2 separate regions of the Hordeum vulgare genome follow, and region 1 is linked to region 2. A link is a contact called in public Hi-C data. All regions are on one chromosome and are shown on one strand. Each heading gives the region's core, a stretch centred on a gene start, on an enhancer-like site or on the middle of the called end of the contact. The rest is flanking DNA. Distances are from core to core; before and after follow the strand shown. Region 1 holds the start of LOC123395458 (heavy metal-associated isoprenylated plant protein 32-like). Region 2 has its middle 360 kb from the start of LOC123395751.

Evidence for each region. Hi-C and Micro-C count contacts between places; a contact is called where the count stands out from the background.
Region 1: a Hi-C map of seedling shows a contact between it and region 2, with 2.2 times the contacts expected there. The contact joins the promoter of LOC123395458 here to the enhancer-like site in region 2. A contact is called at or near these places in 1 of 6 Hi-C or Micro-C datasets (seedling) and 1 of 1 datasets of contacts at active chromatin or transcription factors (embryo).

What each region holds. Positions count from the first base shown.
Region 1 is chr5H:277,459,871-277,465,238 of MorexV3_pseudomolecules_assembly, reverse strand. It overlaps LOC123395458 (heavy metal-associated isoprenylated plant protein 32-like), which reads left to right and starts at 3,032. Exons shown (of 4, transcript XM_045090462.1): 1 at 3,032-3,125; 2 at 3,518-3,579; 3 at 3,788-3,863; 4 at 3,996-5,368. The coding sequence starts at 3,550.
Region 2 is chr5H:276,630,684-276,636,182 of MorexV3_pseudomolecules_assembly, reverse strand. No RefSeq gene overlaps it. Among protein-coding and RNA genes, the nearest start is that of LOC123395751, 360 kb to the right of the region's middle. Within about 2 kb of position 3,807, at least 3 of the 3 cell types and tissues checked have open chromatin away from gene starts, as enhancers often do. A contact at or near this core is called in seedling, where this site is marked.

The sequences.
Region 1 (5,368 bases), core at 1,783-4,282, 830 kb before region 2:
CAGTGTAGTCATGACTAGGAACTTGTTTAACGAGCATGGCTCTTGCTTGGTCCTTGTTAGCACTCCATGGGAAGCTTAAAGTGCTGGTGGAAAAACAATGTGTGGTCGATGATGTCAAACATGCGCGCATGCACCATGTTAACGATGACTAAGTCGTAATTACTCCGAGACACGGACCTTAGGGACTGCATGTCGAGTATGCGATCTTTTCTTGCAAAGAGTTAATAGGTCAAACTAAGACATTAACATCCCCTCAACATGTTAACCAAATGACTTTAGTTGGTAAATATGATATCAGTTAGTACATTAACATGTGAGATGTTGACTACATACCCATGAAAAACAACATGATCCTTAGCAAGGAGGTGGAGAATACATAATAATATGGTGAAACATTTATACAAAATACCTATCCCAAACACACGAGGTAATCTTAGACAAGCAAGCAAAATCCAACCACGAAATAATTTGATCCATGGAAAGCACCGTTGTGCTAAGATCATACATATAAAATGTGGAAACGTTAAGGATAACCATTAGATGTTATGTTTAGTGCAAAGCCGTTTTTTCCTCCTTGGATATTATGATTTCTACCAAACGCTTTGTTTGTTCAACCCGAGATGGTGGTGAGGGTTGGGGTTAGGCTTCACATTTTTTTCACTTTGCGTCTTTAGGATTGTAATGTGAATACTGTAAAGAAGGATGTGAAGACGATAGTCTAAAGTTAGTAAGTATCGGTGGCAGTGACGTGTCATTACAACCATCGCTTTGTTGGTATGATGGTGTGGGCTAGTCGCCACACATATTTGCAAGTTAATGATTGTGTGAGTGGTTTGCTGGCGAAAAGCTAACCACGAGAGCGTAACAAGGGCTCAAGCGAGCTCGAACAAAGCTGATGTAGAGCTGCGGAAGTGAAAATATGTGGAAGGAAACACAACTATGTTTGAGAAAACCCGACAAAATGAAAGAATATGATGATCAACGAGGTATGCGGTGTAGGTGGGAAAGTAGTGTTGGTTGCAATTGGCTTGACGACAATTTGGTGCTCACCTGCACATGTTGTGAAATGGATGAGCACTATAGACAATATATGTTATAACAGATGTATGCTATATTGTTCTAAGTAGGAAGTACATCAACAACACTTAGGAATGATCACTATTGAACAATGACGTCTTTAACTAAAATTGTCGGTTGCGCTAGAAACTAGGGATAATTCTTTAGATATTTGTCCTACATAGATCACATGTGTAAATTTTTGTACACACATTACACACTCACTCGCCGCTTTTACTTATAACGACTATGCATGGAATAAGCTATAATGAAAAATCTAGTGTGTGGTTTTACTCATGTTGTCCTCCCTTGGTAGCTATACATTATAGCCGTATAAGAATATGGTATATCACCTTTTGGTTGGCGGGATAAATCAAGACCTAACGGTATGCATCCGTAGTGTTAAGGCATGCTCCTACAACTCTCTAGCCTAGCGCTATGCACGTGAAGCATTAAATCAGACATGTGGTACGCTTTGCATAGAATTCTAACATATAACGTTAAACCGAGCTAAAAATGAACTATCTCATCTCTTTCGTTGCGTGTATATTGAAAGTTTTGACTGTGTCTTTTATTTGAAAAGAAGACATCAATCCAACCTAACATAATGCATGAAATATGTTTCAACCTGATAAATATGATCGAACTATCTTCTGGTTGGTCGACTGTTTCATAGCTTGCATGAATTTGTTCAAAAGAGTCTCATTGCGCTTTGCATAAACCAGTCGACTTAACACATTCAACTAAATAATCATCAAACATCTATATGAAACATGTTTGCATCCTGACAATCACTACGTAATGAGCAGTGACGTCTTTCACTAAATTTGTTGGTTGACATATCAAATAAGGATGATTCCGTGGAGATTTGTCGGATGTGCGGTAGAGTACACCCATCCAACTTTTCGTACGAACGCAACTCAATCACTCTTTACATTTGTCAATAAATATGCGAGAAGTAAACTATAACGGAAAATCTAGTGACTCTGGTTGTACTCATGCTATCGTCATACGGTATCTACATGTTAAAAACTGATCAGAATGAGCTAACTCATGTTTTGATTGGCGGGAAACATTCAAAACCTAACGGTATGCATGGAGAGCATTAGGGTGTGCTCTTGTAACTTGAGAACCTAACAATATGCGCGTACAACAATACAAATCGGACTCAGGATATTAAGCCAAGCTAAAAAATAAACTAACTCATGTTTTGATTGTGCTTATGTATCCTAACGTAGGGTTTTGACGTAATGTTTTTTCTTGGCAAAGGAGGTATCACCCCAGCCTCTTGACTCAACGTATGGAAAGCATTGCTTGTGAATAAGAATGAGCAAGCTCGTCTTCTCACACCGAGGATCCTAACATTCTGGTTGGCCAAACGTTACATAGACTTGCATGAATTTTGCTCTACCCAATCTTAAAACACTTTGCTTAACCAGGCCGTCATAATGCACTCAATTAAACAATTATTCCCTTCGTAAAGTAATATAAAAGTGTTTAGATCACCTTTCTTAGTTATCTAATTTTTTTTATATTAGTTTACAGGGGAATACCAAACATCCGTATGAAACTTGTTTGCATATGTAGTCGAGGTTCAAATCCACTTTCTCATCCCACATTGGCGTTCCTAGACCAAGCAGTGAAATACAAGCGGCACATAAACTTAAGAGAAAATATTCCTCTGATGAGCAGTTATGTGCACGTCCCAAGAGAAATAGTAGGATCTGCAGTCTAACTGAAGTCACAGAGAGGGAGTGATAGTAGTATGAAATTGGCAGTTGAACAATGTACAAGACTTGCATGTACGCTTTTGCAAGAAAGAAAAGAAAAAGGGAAAAGAAAACGGGGGGGGGGGGGGGGGGGACATCGGTAAGCGCAGTAGCACTAGTAGTATAACATCCGGGTACCCTCACATGTTGAACATCTCCCTGTACTTACTGACAAGTGACAAAGGGTATTTAATTGCGTAGGAGTAGGATTTTCTTTGACACACAATCGGCGGAGGGCGAGGGCAGGGCAAAGGGAAAGGCTTCCGCTCCAGTGCCAAAGGCCAAAGTCGAAATAAAAGGGTAAGCAGATGAAGGATGGTGCCCGTGCTCATTAGCTAGCGAGAGAGTCCTCCTCTCCTCTCGCCTTCTCCAACCCTTCTTCCATCTCTGGACCACACAGGCTTAATAGACCAAGCCAACACCCAAACTCTAATAAGCCCTGTTCCTTTTCTCTCTCCCTCCGTCGCACTTCTTCTTTCTTTTGTGTGTGTGAGTGTGAGTGTGTGTGTGTGAGGAGATATTATATTGCAGGACACCAAGTTATCTCCAGCGACAAGGCATTTTTTTCTTCTCTCTCTCCCTTCTGATCATACCATACCTTGTCACTCCCTCCCTCCCCTTGTAGAGAGCAATGTTTTCCTGGTTGTTGTTTGTAATTGTTCCTGCCCTGATTTGAGGCCTCCGTGTGACAGATCTGGTTGCTGGGGGTGCGACGTCGTCAGAGATGAGTAAGGAGGAAGTGCTCAAGATACAGGTGCGTTCTTGCTTCGTCCCGACTCAAGACATTCCGTGTCCCTTCTTGTTTTTGCTGCCATTCTTGATTGATTAGGCACGCACGCAGCTTTACTTTGCTTTTCTTTTCACCTGTGTTTCCTCCCGTGTCCCCTGCTATCTTGTTTTCCAAACCTCCTTGTTTTGCTATTTTGGTGACCCTGTGTTCTCTGTTCCTCCGGAATTCCCAGACTTGCGTGCTCAAAGTGAACATCCACTGTGATGGCTGCCAGAAGAAGGTCAAGAAGATCCTGCACAAGATTGAAGGTGACAACATAAGTTTTTTTTTTATGTTATGTTAATCTAATTGCTTCCGTTGCGCTCTTGCGTATTCTCTCTGCATTTTTTCTAGTAGTTAATTTCATTCATCTAACGGAGATGTGGTGAATTCTTCGTCAGGGGTCTACCAATCCAGCATAGACCCGGAGCAGGGGAAGGTGACGGTGTCTGGCATGGTGGATCCGGACACCATCATCAAGAAGCTGACCAAGGCTGGCAAGCCAGCCCAACTCTGGGGGTCAAAGGCTGGCATGGCTAACCAGTTTCAGAAGCTCCACCTTGATGGTGGTGGCAAGGGCCAGGCCAAGGACGCCGGTGGCAAGGGCCAGCCCAAGGACGCCGGCGGTGCCAAGGGCCAGAAGGGCGGAGGCGGCGGCGGCGGCGCCGGAGGTGGTGGCAAGGACGCAAAGATGATGATGCCGCAGCCGACGGCGCAGCAGCTTCAGCAGCTGCAACAGCAGATGCAGATGAAGGGACTGAAGCTGCCGCAGTTCATGGACGGGAAGATGCCGTTCGCGGCGGCCGCGCCCGTCAAGGACCCCAAGTCCGTCAAGTTCAACCTCCCCCCAGAGGATGAGTTTGGGGACGACGGCAGCGAGTTCGACGACGACTTCGACGACTTCGACGACGAGGATGATTTTGACGATGACGGCCTCGACGACGATTACTTGGACGACCCCAAGATGATGATGAAGCCGATGGCTATGCCACCGAACGCCGGTGGGGGAGACAAGAAGGGCGGCAACAATGGTGCCAAGAAGGGTGGCAACGAGATCCCCGTGCAGATCAAGGGGAACCCCAACAACGGCGGTGGCGGTGGCGGTGGCGGTGGCAAGAAAGACGCAGGTGGCAAGCAGAACCAAGGTGGCGGGGGCGGCAACGGCAACGGCGGTGGCAAAAATGGAGGTGGTGGCCAGCCGAACAACGGCAAAGGAGGAGGAGGCGGAGGCGGAGGAGGAGCCCCCGGCCAACCTGGGAAGAAGGGCGGCGGCGGTGGCCCCGGCCTCGGTGTCGGTGGACCGATGGGCATGCCGCCGCAGCAGCAGGCCATGATGAGGCCTAACATGATGGGCGCTGCCGGCTTTCCTGGTATGGGCCCGATGGGAGGGCCCATGGGCCACCACCCCCACATGGGAGGCGCGCAGGGCGGTGGCGGAGCCGCTCATGGCATGCCGGCCGGTGGCATGCCTCCACCTGGGTTCTACCAGGGAGCCGCGGGCGGCGGCGGCGGCATGCCGTCCGGTCCCGCCGAGATGCTGCAGGCCGCTGGGGCGGGCGGGAACCCCATGGCGCAGCAGCAGTACATGGCCATGATGATGATGCAGCAGCAGCAGCAGCAGGCGATGATGAACGGGCACGGCCACGGCCACGGTGGTGGCGCTCCGGCGGGGTACCCGGCGATGCCGATGGGGTACGGGTACGGGCGGCCGCCTATGCCGTACCCAATGGCGTACCCGATGCCGATGCCGATGCAGCCGCACCCACACGCGGAC
Region 2 (5,499 bases), core at 2,558-5,057:
GGGCAAAATGCGAACATAACACGCGTCTGTTTGGATCGGTAGGTTGGAGTTGCTCTTATTCTCATATCCAGCAATGAGTGTTTTGACACTATCACATGAGTATTTCTTTATGGGGATTTTTTCACTGTTTTGATCCTTAAGGCGCAAGTTCATCACGTAACGAACTCGGTTCGAAAGTATTTCATGCTTTGACCCTTTTGGAAACGCCATAGGCCGTGGCGTTGCAGGCCTTATGCCAAACGCCAGTCTACTGGACGTTGCAGGCCTCATGTGCAACGCCAGTCTACTGGACGTTGCAGCCCTTAGCAGAAACGCCAAGGAGGCTGGCGTTGCACACCCAACCAGAAACGCCAGGCTCCCGGGCGTTTCCTTAGTGCAGTACCCCAAAACAGGATTTTTTCACTGTTTTGATCAACAAACATATTTCATAGAATATAGTTTAAATTGTAAGACCGTAATTCACAGCATAACACCATTCATCAAAACATAACACCATAATTCACAGCATAACACCATTCATCAAAACATAACATCATAATTCAAAGCATAACACCATAATTTAAATCATAAGACTCAGCATAACATCATAGTTCATAGTTCAACAGACGTAGTTCAACAAACAACATAGTTCAACAGAAAACGTAGTTCAACAGACAACATCATAACACTCATAATACGACATAGGTCATAACACTTCACTTCCTCCCTCTCTTTGCAGCCATCTTTCCCTTAGTAACGTAGCCCTCTGGAGTGTTCTGCCAGCCAGGACGTCTGATGTTCCTCGAGCTAGCTCGACGTGTTTCTTCCGTCAGCTGAGTGGGTTGACTTGGCTGTCGAGCATTTTCCATCCGCGAAGCCCCAAACTCAATGAAGTCCGGATCCGCGGCCTCGTTGTTGGACTCATCTTCTTCTTCAATCTCCTCTTCATGTGCTCGGCTAGAAGAAACATGTGCTCGACTCGAAGACGGACGAGCAGAAGAGGCCCGTGGCCGGCTGGCAGACGGATGAGCGGAGGCTGAAGTTCCGGCCAACAGGGATACCCTCCCACATCCAAACCTGTAGGGCCCAGACGAAACCTCCAAGACAGGACGTCGGCTTACTCCTCATGCATGCTCCATCCAACTACAGATTTAATAAAATGAAAATGCATCATATCCCATTGAATAAAATGAAAATGCATGATATTAAGCCATACCTGACGGTACAAGAAGGCTAGTGCCGCCGAACCCCAACTCCACTTCACATCCCAGTCACGAAGAGGATCCAAGAACATCCATGGGGCTGTGTTCCCAGTGTCATCCGGAAACACTACTTGGGTCAAAAGATTCCAGAGATAAGCTCTCGCGAACCTCTCCACAACAGGCGGACTAGCATCCCTTGGCCATCTGTGAAAATGTCTGTGTATCCAAGAGAACAACACACCGGATGGCCTAGGATCCTTCCTAGTTTCATCAATCCATGGCTCGGGTTCAACACCAACCAATGTTGCAACCCGTTGTCGCCACCCGACGGCCCTGACCTTCCCTGTAAGAGCCCTGCCCTCGATAGGAAGCCCGGAGATCATAGCAATATCCTCCAAGGTTATGCTCATCTCACCAAGAGGAAGGTGAAAAGAGTGCGTCTCCGGCCTCCCTCGATCCGTAAGTACTGTTAGGGCCGTGGCGTTCAACCATGGTGGTGTGCTTTTAAAGTTTAGCGCAAATTGAAGAAGATCCATTCTTCTAAAATATGGCTCGTAACGAGGGTCATATACAAGAGTTTCATTGGGGTTGTGCCCCCTCAAACGAAGTAGTTGAGGAACCTAAACAAACAAAGGCATAATTTGTTAATTGACTCAACTTGTCAAAATATAAAAATCATGGAGTATATAAAAATAATCATCAACAAAATCATAATTACCTCTCCTCTTTCAACTAGCACCACACGATGCTTCTGCTCGTAGTAGTCATCTAGACCCGGATATTGATCGGGCCGAAACATCCTACATAATATGAACAAAATTCTTACCGGCCTCTTCGAATAATATAAACTAAACCTAGGCATAAACCTAATGCGGATAATATGAACAAAACCTAGGTTATACATATAGCCACCAAAAACTACATCTACACACCATAAACTACACCTATTAACAATCACAAAATAAATTTTACTTCAAAACATGCGTACACCTAGTGCAAAAAAAATCTACACAAATACAAAATCATTGCAATAATTAATTGGAGGGATTGGAGGAGCTTACCGGCCTCTTCGATTTGCCCCAAAGAACCAACAAAACGGTTGGGGGAGGAGGGAGATCGAAGGGGGGATCTGGAGGAGGAGGGAGAGCTTTTTCGTAGAGAAAGAGGAAGAAAGATCTGGAGGTGGACGAAGGGACGCGGGGCAGTTACTTATGAGGCCTGCAACGCCAGCCTCCTTGGCGTTTCTGCTAAGGGCTGCAACGTCCAGTGGACTGGCGTTGCACATGAGGCCTGCAACGTCCAGTAGACTCGCGTTTGGCATAAGGTCTGCAACGCCACGGCCTATGACGTTTTCAAAAGGGTCAAAACGTGAAATACTTTCGAACCGAGTTCGTTACGTGATGAACTTGCGCCTTAAGGATCAAAACAGTGAAAAAATCATCTTTATGGCCCAGCCTGACGCGGGTTGTTGTAAATTTGACGAACAGAAGCCGTAGATTCTCTCCACGCCTTTTAACGGACGGTCGGTTTGACCACAGGTCCATCAATCACGTGAAACTATGATATGGATATGTGTGCTCGTACTCGTGCTCGTACTCGTACTCGTACTCGGCAAAGGCATCTATACTATCCATCCCTCGGCGGCTCTGTGTGTTGTTGTGCACTTCTGCCGCACGCAAGCGCGCGCATATGGAGCACCAGTATATGCGGCATGTTCTTCCAAGTCCCAACAGTCTCCAGACCTTAAAAAATGGGAAAAGGCACACGCTAGCAGGGCAGGAGACAAAAACGGGGCAGAGACCGAAGAATGTGCAACATGGTTCGGTACCTTTGGTGCGATTGCGGTGGCCGGCCCGGCCCCGCCCCGCCCCGCCCCGGTTTGACCCTTTTCTTCAGTCACCTCACCTCCGGGCGCTCGTCGGTTCCCGTGCGGTTGGCCCAGAGGCCCCGAGCCACAGGTGCCGGCTGCGCATACCAACCCGTCAAACAAGCGCTTGTAAAAGTGCGTTCGGTGCTCATGCTCACATCACACTGGTGTGAGCGTAGCGAGACTCTTCTGGGCGGGCCATTCTGCTTCGTCCCTGCGCCTAAAGCTAAACATGCATCCGCCATTATGCATGCCAGTCTCCTCCTCATCATATTTTTTTTCTTCTTTTTTGCCCAGTTGCAAGTTTTTCTCGTCTTTTTTTCTCCTTCGCTTGCAAGTACTATAGTAATGCTGTAAAAACATGAATGCTTTCCTTTTATTTTCTGAGGCTAAAAAGGTTGTGCCCATGAAATAGGAAAGCAAAGAAAAACTTGTGTTTTTCCCTTGCCCTCTCTCTATATATCCATAGCCTTCGACGTATGTTATCATTTGTGAAGGGTGGCTGTCCTAGGGGTCACGCAGCTATAGAGAGTGAGCAACTTGGTTGTTGGGGGAATTGAAACTCTACTGATAACGATCGAAGTACCAAGTGGAAACGCTATTTGGAAACCACGATGCCTGCTGCCTCGCCACAAGCAGCAACTTTGCTTTGAATCTCTTCCGATTAGCTTACGTATTCAACTGCACGATCCAGCCCCCCATGGGCCCCATCTACAGATGGCCTACGTTTATTCGATCCGGTCAATCCCTGACAGCACATGTGTGGTTGCATGGTCGAAAAACACTATCAAATGCCATGCATGATAGATAGGTGAGACGTCACATCCATGTGGCGACCACAAGAATCTCCCTGTAGAAAGAATACTGGTGCTGCTCCAAATAACATGGTCAAGATGCTGACATGCAGGAGCACAAAAGCAGCTTAGGTAGCCAAGACCAACTCCACCACGCGACCCCATCCAAACGTCCGTTTGGTTCGGATTTTGTCCGTTTAAGAGCAGACAAGGAGTCGTGTCTGGGCCTGTCCTCCGATGCGGTGGCCGTGGCCCAACGCGCGAACGCATCCTTCGGTCGCATCCTGTTCGCCAAGGTCAATATGACGTATATTCATATTTATTACTATTTTAAACAAGTTTGCATGTCCAAATATCAATTCTCTCTAATAAAAATAATTTTACAACCCAATCAAAATTGCCTCGAATAAAATAGTTTTACAACTAAATCGAAATTGTCTTGAATAAAGATAATTAACCAATACATCTATTGGTTTTCAATATGATCCCACATGTGCTCAACCAAGTCATTTTGAAGCTGCAAATGAGTGTGCCAATCACGGGTTTCATGATGGAATAGGGTAAACTGCTCAAACGTGGCCGGTTCTTGGTGCAGGGGCACAACATTTTTACCTTGAAACTCAAATCCTTGGTCAAAAATGGAGTCATCACGCTCGTCCTCGACGATCATGTTGTGCATGATCACACAAGCAGTCATAACCTTCCAGAGCTTCCCTTCATCCCATGTCAATGCAGGGTTTCGAACGATACCCCATCGGAATTGAAGCGCACCAAAAACACGCTCCACACCCTTTCTAGCACTCTCTTGCATTTGGCCAAATCTCTTTCTCTTCTCTCCTTGGGGGTTTGAGATTGTCTTCACAAAAGATGACCACTGAGGATATATACCATCAGCCAGGTAGCATCCCTTGTTGTAGTGGTGGCCATTGATCTCAAAGTTGACAGGTGGAGAGTGGCCTTCTGCAAGCCTAGCGAACACTGGGGAATGCTGCAGCACGTTGATATCATTGTGAGAACCAGCCATGCCGAAGAAAGAATGCCATATCCAAAGATTGTGCGAAGCCACCGCTTCTAATATGATAGTGCACGCTTTCACATGCCCCTTGTACTGGCCCTGCCAAGCAAATGGACAGTTCTTTCACTCCGAGTGCATACAATCTATGTTGTCGAGCATGCCGGAAAGCCTCTATCGGCGTTGATCGCCAACAACCTTTCTATGTCATCGGCATTTGGCTGCCTGAAGTACTCGGGGCCAAACACCACTACCACGGCCTTGCAGAAGTTGTATATTGACAGCAGACATGTGGACTCACTCATGCACACGTACTCATCGACAAGATCGCCTGGAATTCCATATGCAAGCATGCGAATGGCAGATGTGCATTTTTTATAAGAGGAGAATCCAAGCTTGCCAAGGGCATCCGTTTTGCACTCAAAGAATGGGTCATGCTGAACCAATCCCTCACGGATGCGATTGAACACATGCCTTGACATAAGAAAATGGCGATGGAATTTCTCTGGTTTGAAGAGTGCGGTATTCTGAAAGTATTCACCATAGAGCAAGCCGTGGCCTCGCTCTCTCTCTCTCTCTCGTGCGGTTCAGGTTGGGCGCACGGTCAGGCATTGGCTCCCTGTACAGCGGCCGCTGCCTTTTAAT